Regions from separate parts of the Gossypium hirsutum genome. Here region 2 is linked to region 1. A link is a contact called in public Hi-C data. All regions are on one chromosome and are shown on one strand. Each heading gives the region's core, a stretch centred on a gene start, on an enhancer-like site or on the middle of the called end of the contact. The rest is flanking DNA. Distances are from core to core; before and after follow the strand shown.

Region 1 (2,930 bases), core at 194-2,693:
GTCACTTGGTTTATACACTAAGTTTTCAAACGAAAAATTTAGGGGAGAGTGATCTAGATCTTACATGTAGAACTGAGGTTTGTTATATTAGTGTGTGATAGAACTTAAATCACTTGTTGTACGAGGTTGAAAGATAGAGATTATTTTCGGGCAAAGCTAGGGATGGCAATGGAGCAGGGTGTGGGCGAATATTGCTAAATCCACTACTACTCCACAATTGGCACGATCTTCACCACCACCTGCCCTTCTCCATTATGGATATATAATCTTGAAAACAACTACCACCTTCATGGATATTGGATGCATCCATCCCCGCCCCACCTGGCTCCGCTTCAATTTAATTTTTGCAACTTATCTTTAATTTTTCCAATCTTTTTAAATTCAAGTAAATATATAAACATAATTCTTCAAAAAAAATTAAACATAAAATATATTTTTCTATATTATGTTATTACATTTTTACCCTTTAATATTTTATATATAAAAGGATAAAATGGTAATTTCATACAATAGAGCGGGCCGGGGTGAGGGAAGCAATTACGATAACCACTCCATACCCACTATCCAAAAGAAAAAAATCTATCCCGCTCCACCCTACATCCACTTTTCAAGCAAAAATAATACGCTCTAAGAATCCATCGGGTGTTTTAGATTTTTCCATCTTTAGACAAGGCCCCGTAAACATAGGGAAATCGAACTAAATAAATATTTCGTTGTCTTCATTCCTATTTTCTATCGCAATGACACTTCAAGTAGGCATTGCTCCCTTATTATTTCAAGTTTCTACTAAGTTTTTAACAGACTATTCTCTAAATAAAACCCCGTAAACATAAAAGATTTTAAATTGCGTAAAAAAAACTTCTAATGTCTATTTCTATTTTTTCTAGTAGTAGTCACTCTGAATCAACTGGAACTCCTTTCAAGGGTAAAATTATTATTGTACCCCACTTTATTTTAAAATAATTATTATAAATATAATTTTAGTTATTATTTAATATAAAGTTTCTATCATTTTAATATTTTATTTAATAAATTTAAATATTATATAATATAAAATTTTTAATGTATATTTTATTTTTTTAATATTTTTTTTACAAAAAATAGTTTTAACAGAGTTTAATTGTTTATTATATTTATAATAAAAATGTTGTTGATACACTACTAATTTTTTAATTATTATTTTCTATAAATATTTTTAAAAATATTTATTTATTAGCTTCAAAAGTATTAAATAAAATACCACTTTCTTTATATATTTATACCTTTAAATAATATACTTCTCATTATGATTCATTCAACTGCCATTAATTGAATTCAAACACATATTCTATTATTGATTTTAATTTTTTTTAATAATTTGCTGGGTATTATTATTAGAACACCAAACACAATGTAGCCCAATAAAAGGCAAAAAAGTAGGCCCAATTATATGACCCAACCCCGCGAAAAGGCAGGAGATGCTCTGAAAGCCTCCAAATTGTAACAGGTACAATTAATATTAGCACGACTCCTGAAAACACAAACAGAAAAAGCTTCCAACTTTAATGGTTTCTCTTTTCAAAGTTTCAAGAACTGTTCATCTGCTTCCTCCATCTCTTTAGATCCCCCATCTCTCCAATTTTCATGACAGATTACTCACCCATCAGATCGGCAAGCTGCATAATCGTTCTCTCTCGACCTCCTCATATTCCAATGTTTCTTTTGTCTCAAACCCTCCGTCGCAAGTAGATGAGCCACTCCATTTTTTAACATTCCCCGTATTTGAACTTGCATATTTGAAAACTCCTGCTAAGCCCTTGACAGTCTTTTATGTAGGCATGGATTTTTGATTTGTCATTATCCTTCTGCTGTGCTTTTTTTATGACAGACAAGGCATCACCTTCTATCTCCACGGTAGTGAAACCCAAATCCAGTCCCATTTGAAGACATTAAATACAAGTCAGGGCCTCTGCTGTAAAAACCGAAGGTATGTTATCATTGAGAACAGTTCTAGAACCCAGGACTCTTCCATTTGCACCCTGAATCACTAGCCCTGAAATTTTCAAAGAACCAGGTAACCCAATCCAGAAAACACAGATTTTCAAATTAGCTAAGCCATGCACATTGTAATTGTCGCCAAATCTCCTTGATCGCAGGGCAGTCCCTAAAAGCATGCTTTAAAGTCTCTGTTGAATCTGCACATTTAGAACAAACAGTTTCGTTTGATAACCGCTTGTAATATAAATTACATAGAGTAGGGATATAATTCTTCGAGCATCTCCAGAATGTAATTTTCAATTTGGTGGGTAGTTGTAGGCCCCATAATTTTTTGTAAAACTGTCTGTATGTTGTCTGTTCAAGTAGAAGGTTAGGGTCCATTGATTGTTGTAGAAGCAATTTATAAGCACTGCGGACAGAATAGTCACCAGAGACCTCTCCTTTCCACACTTGAAAATCCTCATGTGCAATCCTCACCAAAGGAATTCTTAAAATTCTTTCAGCATCAATCTTAGAAAAGGTATTATGAATTAGCCCTTCATTCCACTGCCTTGAATCCCTTTCAATTATATCTGCCACCATCATTGAATCTGGGATAAGATCACTCATTCATACTTTGTAATTAACAAAAGCCTAGAACCCAAGTAGCCTTCGTAATTGAGATGTTAGTACTTGTTCCCACTCGCCACCACATTCCATCCTGTAGAATTCCTTTTGAAGCCCAAATACTTCGTCAAGTATATGAAGGTATACTCCCTAATCCTACATTGAGAAAGTCAGTTTCAATATAGTATTTAGCTTTTAACGTATGCGCTAACAAGGAATTTGGATAATTAATGAACCGCCATCCTTGTTTTGCAAGTAACAAAATATTGAATTTTGCTAAACACCGATACCCTAGACCACCATTTTCCTTTAAATTGTAAAGTTTTCTCCATCCACACCAATGAATA
Region 2 (3,141 bases), core at 299-2,798, 120 kb before region 1:
GGAGTTCAGCAGCTTGCCGTCGAATGCTCACACTAGGGTGCTTCTTCTCTAATTGCTGGTACAGAGCAATGCAGTCCGCATGGCGGTTATTCGCCTCATAAGCCATAGCCAGCCATATTTGAATCTGATACCCGCAAAAGGGCGAAAAAAAAAGAGTCTATTAGTCTTTGGCAATTTTTTTTTATTTTTTATTTTTTTTGGGGGCCGGGGGGGGGTTTGGTTCAAACATGGATTTCAATACAGGGCCATCGAAGTTCCTCAAATTTCCGCCTTATCTTATAGGGTAATATCAAGTATCAACCAACCTCACCGCCAAATAATGTTGGCCTGGGAATGATCGTGAGAGCACCTTCAAGAAATTCAATGGCACGTCCGTACATGCCTTTTCCGTAAGCCTTTTGGCCCAATTCGAACATCAATTGTGCCGTAGCTCTCCTCTCTGCCTGTTCCTTAGCCACCTGTTCTCACACAGGCATCTATATCTGATTAAAAAATTTTAAACTTTGAATCTCTAATACAAAATTGGAACGAAAACCGAAAAAAGAAGTAGAGGATTAGTTCTATTTATGTAGCAAGGGAAGAGAGACGAAGGCAAAACCTTTTCGAGCTCTTTTCTCACTCTCATCCTCTTTTCCTCCTCGGTTTCTTCTCTATCTGCACCTTCATCTTCACCTTCAGTTTCCTCTGCTTCCGCTTTACTCTGCAGCTCCTCTGCTTTCTTCTCCAATTCCCTCATCTCCTCAATTTCTTTAACTCTCTTCCTCATTTCGTTCTCCCAATCGTACTCCTCCTCTTCCTCCTCAAATCCGTTGCCGTTTTCATCGTCGTCACTGGACGCCGCGTCAAAATCCACCGCCTTTACTTTCGAATTCGCTTTGCCACGAGCCACGGCCCGGGGTGCCCGATTCTCCCCGTCCCAGTAGTCGAGTTGGCTCTTGTTGGGAAGAGAAACGTGGGAGAAATGAGGATCCCTCTTCTGCAGGTTCAAAACGACGTCGATCGCCAAGGGACGAGATTTTCGGTCCGTCGTAACGGTCCTCGCAGACGTCACGTCTAGTAACAAAGCCAAATTTCCAAGAACCACAGCCATGGCTGGAGTCCGATCCCGAGAGAGAGAAAAGAAGGGTAATAATATGTACCGGGTTCCAGTAAACAAAGCCGCCGTGAACGTGAAGATATTTTTAGAAGGTTGTTTCTTTCTATCTTAATGACTAAATTATCCTTCCATTCGCGTTAAATTTTAATAATGTTTGAAGATAATATTTGAAATCCATGAGGGTGATACCGTCAAAAGAATGTTAACGGGGCGCTACGTTACTACGTAAGACGAGTGTCGTGTGTGGAGACCAAAAAGCTTAATCCGTTCAAACACGTCATCGGAAATAATCTCTCCCATGTACTCCAGGCAACGCTGTCGTTTTATTGGGGCGGATCTAACGGTGTGGCATTCAACACGACGAGACCATCCACTTCACAGAAAACGTTCATAACAAAACAGGAAAAAAATCTTCCAACGCGCGCAGTTAAGCACGCGCGAGAATTTGTGACAATTGTGAATTGTCATTTATTTCCCCTGCCTTAAAATCGGAGGCGTTTCTTGGCAAGTGCACATGGGCCAGAAGCTAAAGATTTTAAAAACATTTAGCTTTATCCCCAAACAAACTCCCTCCATTATTACTCCGTCCAATGGCGCTTCCTCTTTGCTGCAACGCGAAGTTACATCCTGGCTATCGTTCTTCGGCTCATTACCAGCGACTGTTTCATTTCGTTAACCGCCGGACTCTCCGATTTTCCAGGAGTCCTGAGGTCTCGATTTGTTTTAAGAGGATTAGCCATCGCTTAGCTCCTTTAAAATCGTCTTCGATTAACGGATTCTCGCTAGAGACGAATCTAGATCATTTTGAGGAAGAGCATTCCGTAGAGAATGTCGAGTTGCGAGACAGAATTCGGAAATGGATTGATTTTCTTCGATCGGTTTTACCAGGAGGGAGCTGGTGGAGCTTCTCCGATGATGTGGAGATTAAATTCATGGCCAAACCAGTGACGGTTTGGAGGGCGCTTAGTCGAATGTGGCAATTGATTGCTAAAGATCGCTTGGTCATTTTCGCTGCTTTTTCTACCCTTATTGTGGCTGCTGTAAGACCCATTGTGGTTAATGATTTCTGATAATTTATTAGTTATTATCTTGTTTGTTGAAATTATAACTTTACTTTCCGGTGAGATTTTTAGTTTTTGTTTTCTGATCAACTGTTTGGTGCATGTATTGGTTCAGCTTTCGGAAATATCTATCCCGCATTACTTGACCGCAACAATATTTTCGGCACAGAGTCATGAAATAGCAGTGTTCCACAGGAATGTACGCCATCTGATTATGATATGTGTTACCGCAGGAATATGCAGGTCAAAATCTAGTATGGTCAAATCTCCCTTCTATATAAAGTTGCAATACTAAACATGGGATTCTCCTTTTCTTGTGGTCGCAACTAAGCTAAACTGAAGTCATGCTTCTATTAGTCAATGATTTTTTTCCTTTAATTGTTTGCCTGTATTGATGCTTGAAAGGATTCACCATTGCTTAGTTTCCAGTGATTGTAAAAGTTTTAACTATTTTTATTGGAATTTGAGCTTTCATGAAGGAAAAGGTAACAGCTGCTTAGGCTTTGCTGTGTTTGCTTGAATTTCAGTGGTCTGCGAGGATGCTGCTTTGGCATTGCAAATATGATCCTGGTGAGTTTCTTATCATGCTTTTACTGTTTAATCTCCGATGCCTTGTCTGGTTTTCACATAGGGCCCTGTGTTTGGGGGTGTTTCATGGGAACCATTATTCAATTTTTAATTTCCATTTTTGAGTGTGTATTTAGTGATGATCAACATTTCTTTCCTTGGAGTGACTTAAGCCTGACTTGTTCATGTAATATCAACAGGTTAAGCGAATGAGAGAAACACTGTATTCGTCTCTTCTTCTTCAGGTTCTGAATATATAAAAACTCTACTTTCTTCAAATGTTTGCTTGCTGTTAGGCATACAGGTATATACCTTTAGTTTTTGCATCATATTTTGTGCAGGAAATATCCTTTTTTGATGGTGAAACAGTTGGTGATTTAACAAGTAGGCTTGGTTCAGATTGTCAACAAGTGTCCC

The links. A called contact is a pair of places that touch in the nucleus more often than the background predicts.
Region 2: a contact with region 1 is called in a Hi-C map of leaf, with 2.8 times the contacts expected there. The contact joins the promoter of LOC107921997 here to the enhancer-like site in region 1. A contact is called at or near these places in 7 of 34 Hi-C or Micro-C datasets (anther, leaf, petal and 1 more).

The regions. Positions count from the first base shown.
Region 1 is chrD01:51,167,749-51,170,678 of Gossypium_hirsutum_v2.1, reverse strand. No RefSeq gene overlaps it. Among protein-coding and RNA genes, the nearest start is that of LOC107921854, 10 kb to the right of the region's middle. Within about 2 kb of position 1,443, at least 7 of the 9 cell types and tissues checked have an H3K27ac peak or open chromatin away from gene starts, as enhancers often do. A contact at or near this core is called in leaf, where this site is marked.
Region 2 is chrD01:51,284,194-51,287,334 of Gossypium_hirsutum_v2.1, reverse strand. It overlaps LOC107921997 (ABC transporter B family member 26, chloroplastic), which reads left to right and starts at 1,548. Exons shown (of 18, transcript XM_016851805.2): 1 at 1,548-2,136; 2 at 2,273-2,400; 3 at 2,685-2,727; 4 at 2,925-2,969; 5 at 3,066-3,141. The coding sequence starts at 1,687. It overlaps LOC107921998, which reads right to left and starts at 1,148. Exons shown (of 4, transcript XM_016851806.2): 1 at 599-1,148; 2 at 306-458; 3 at 1-124. The coding sequence starts at 1,090.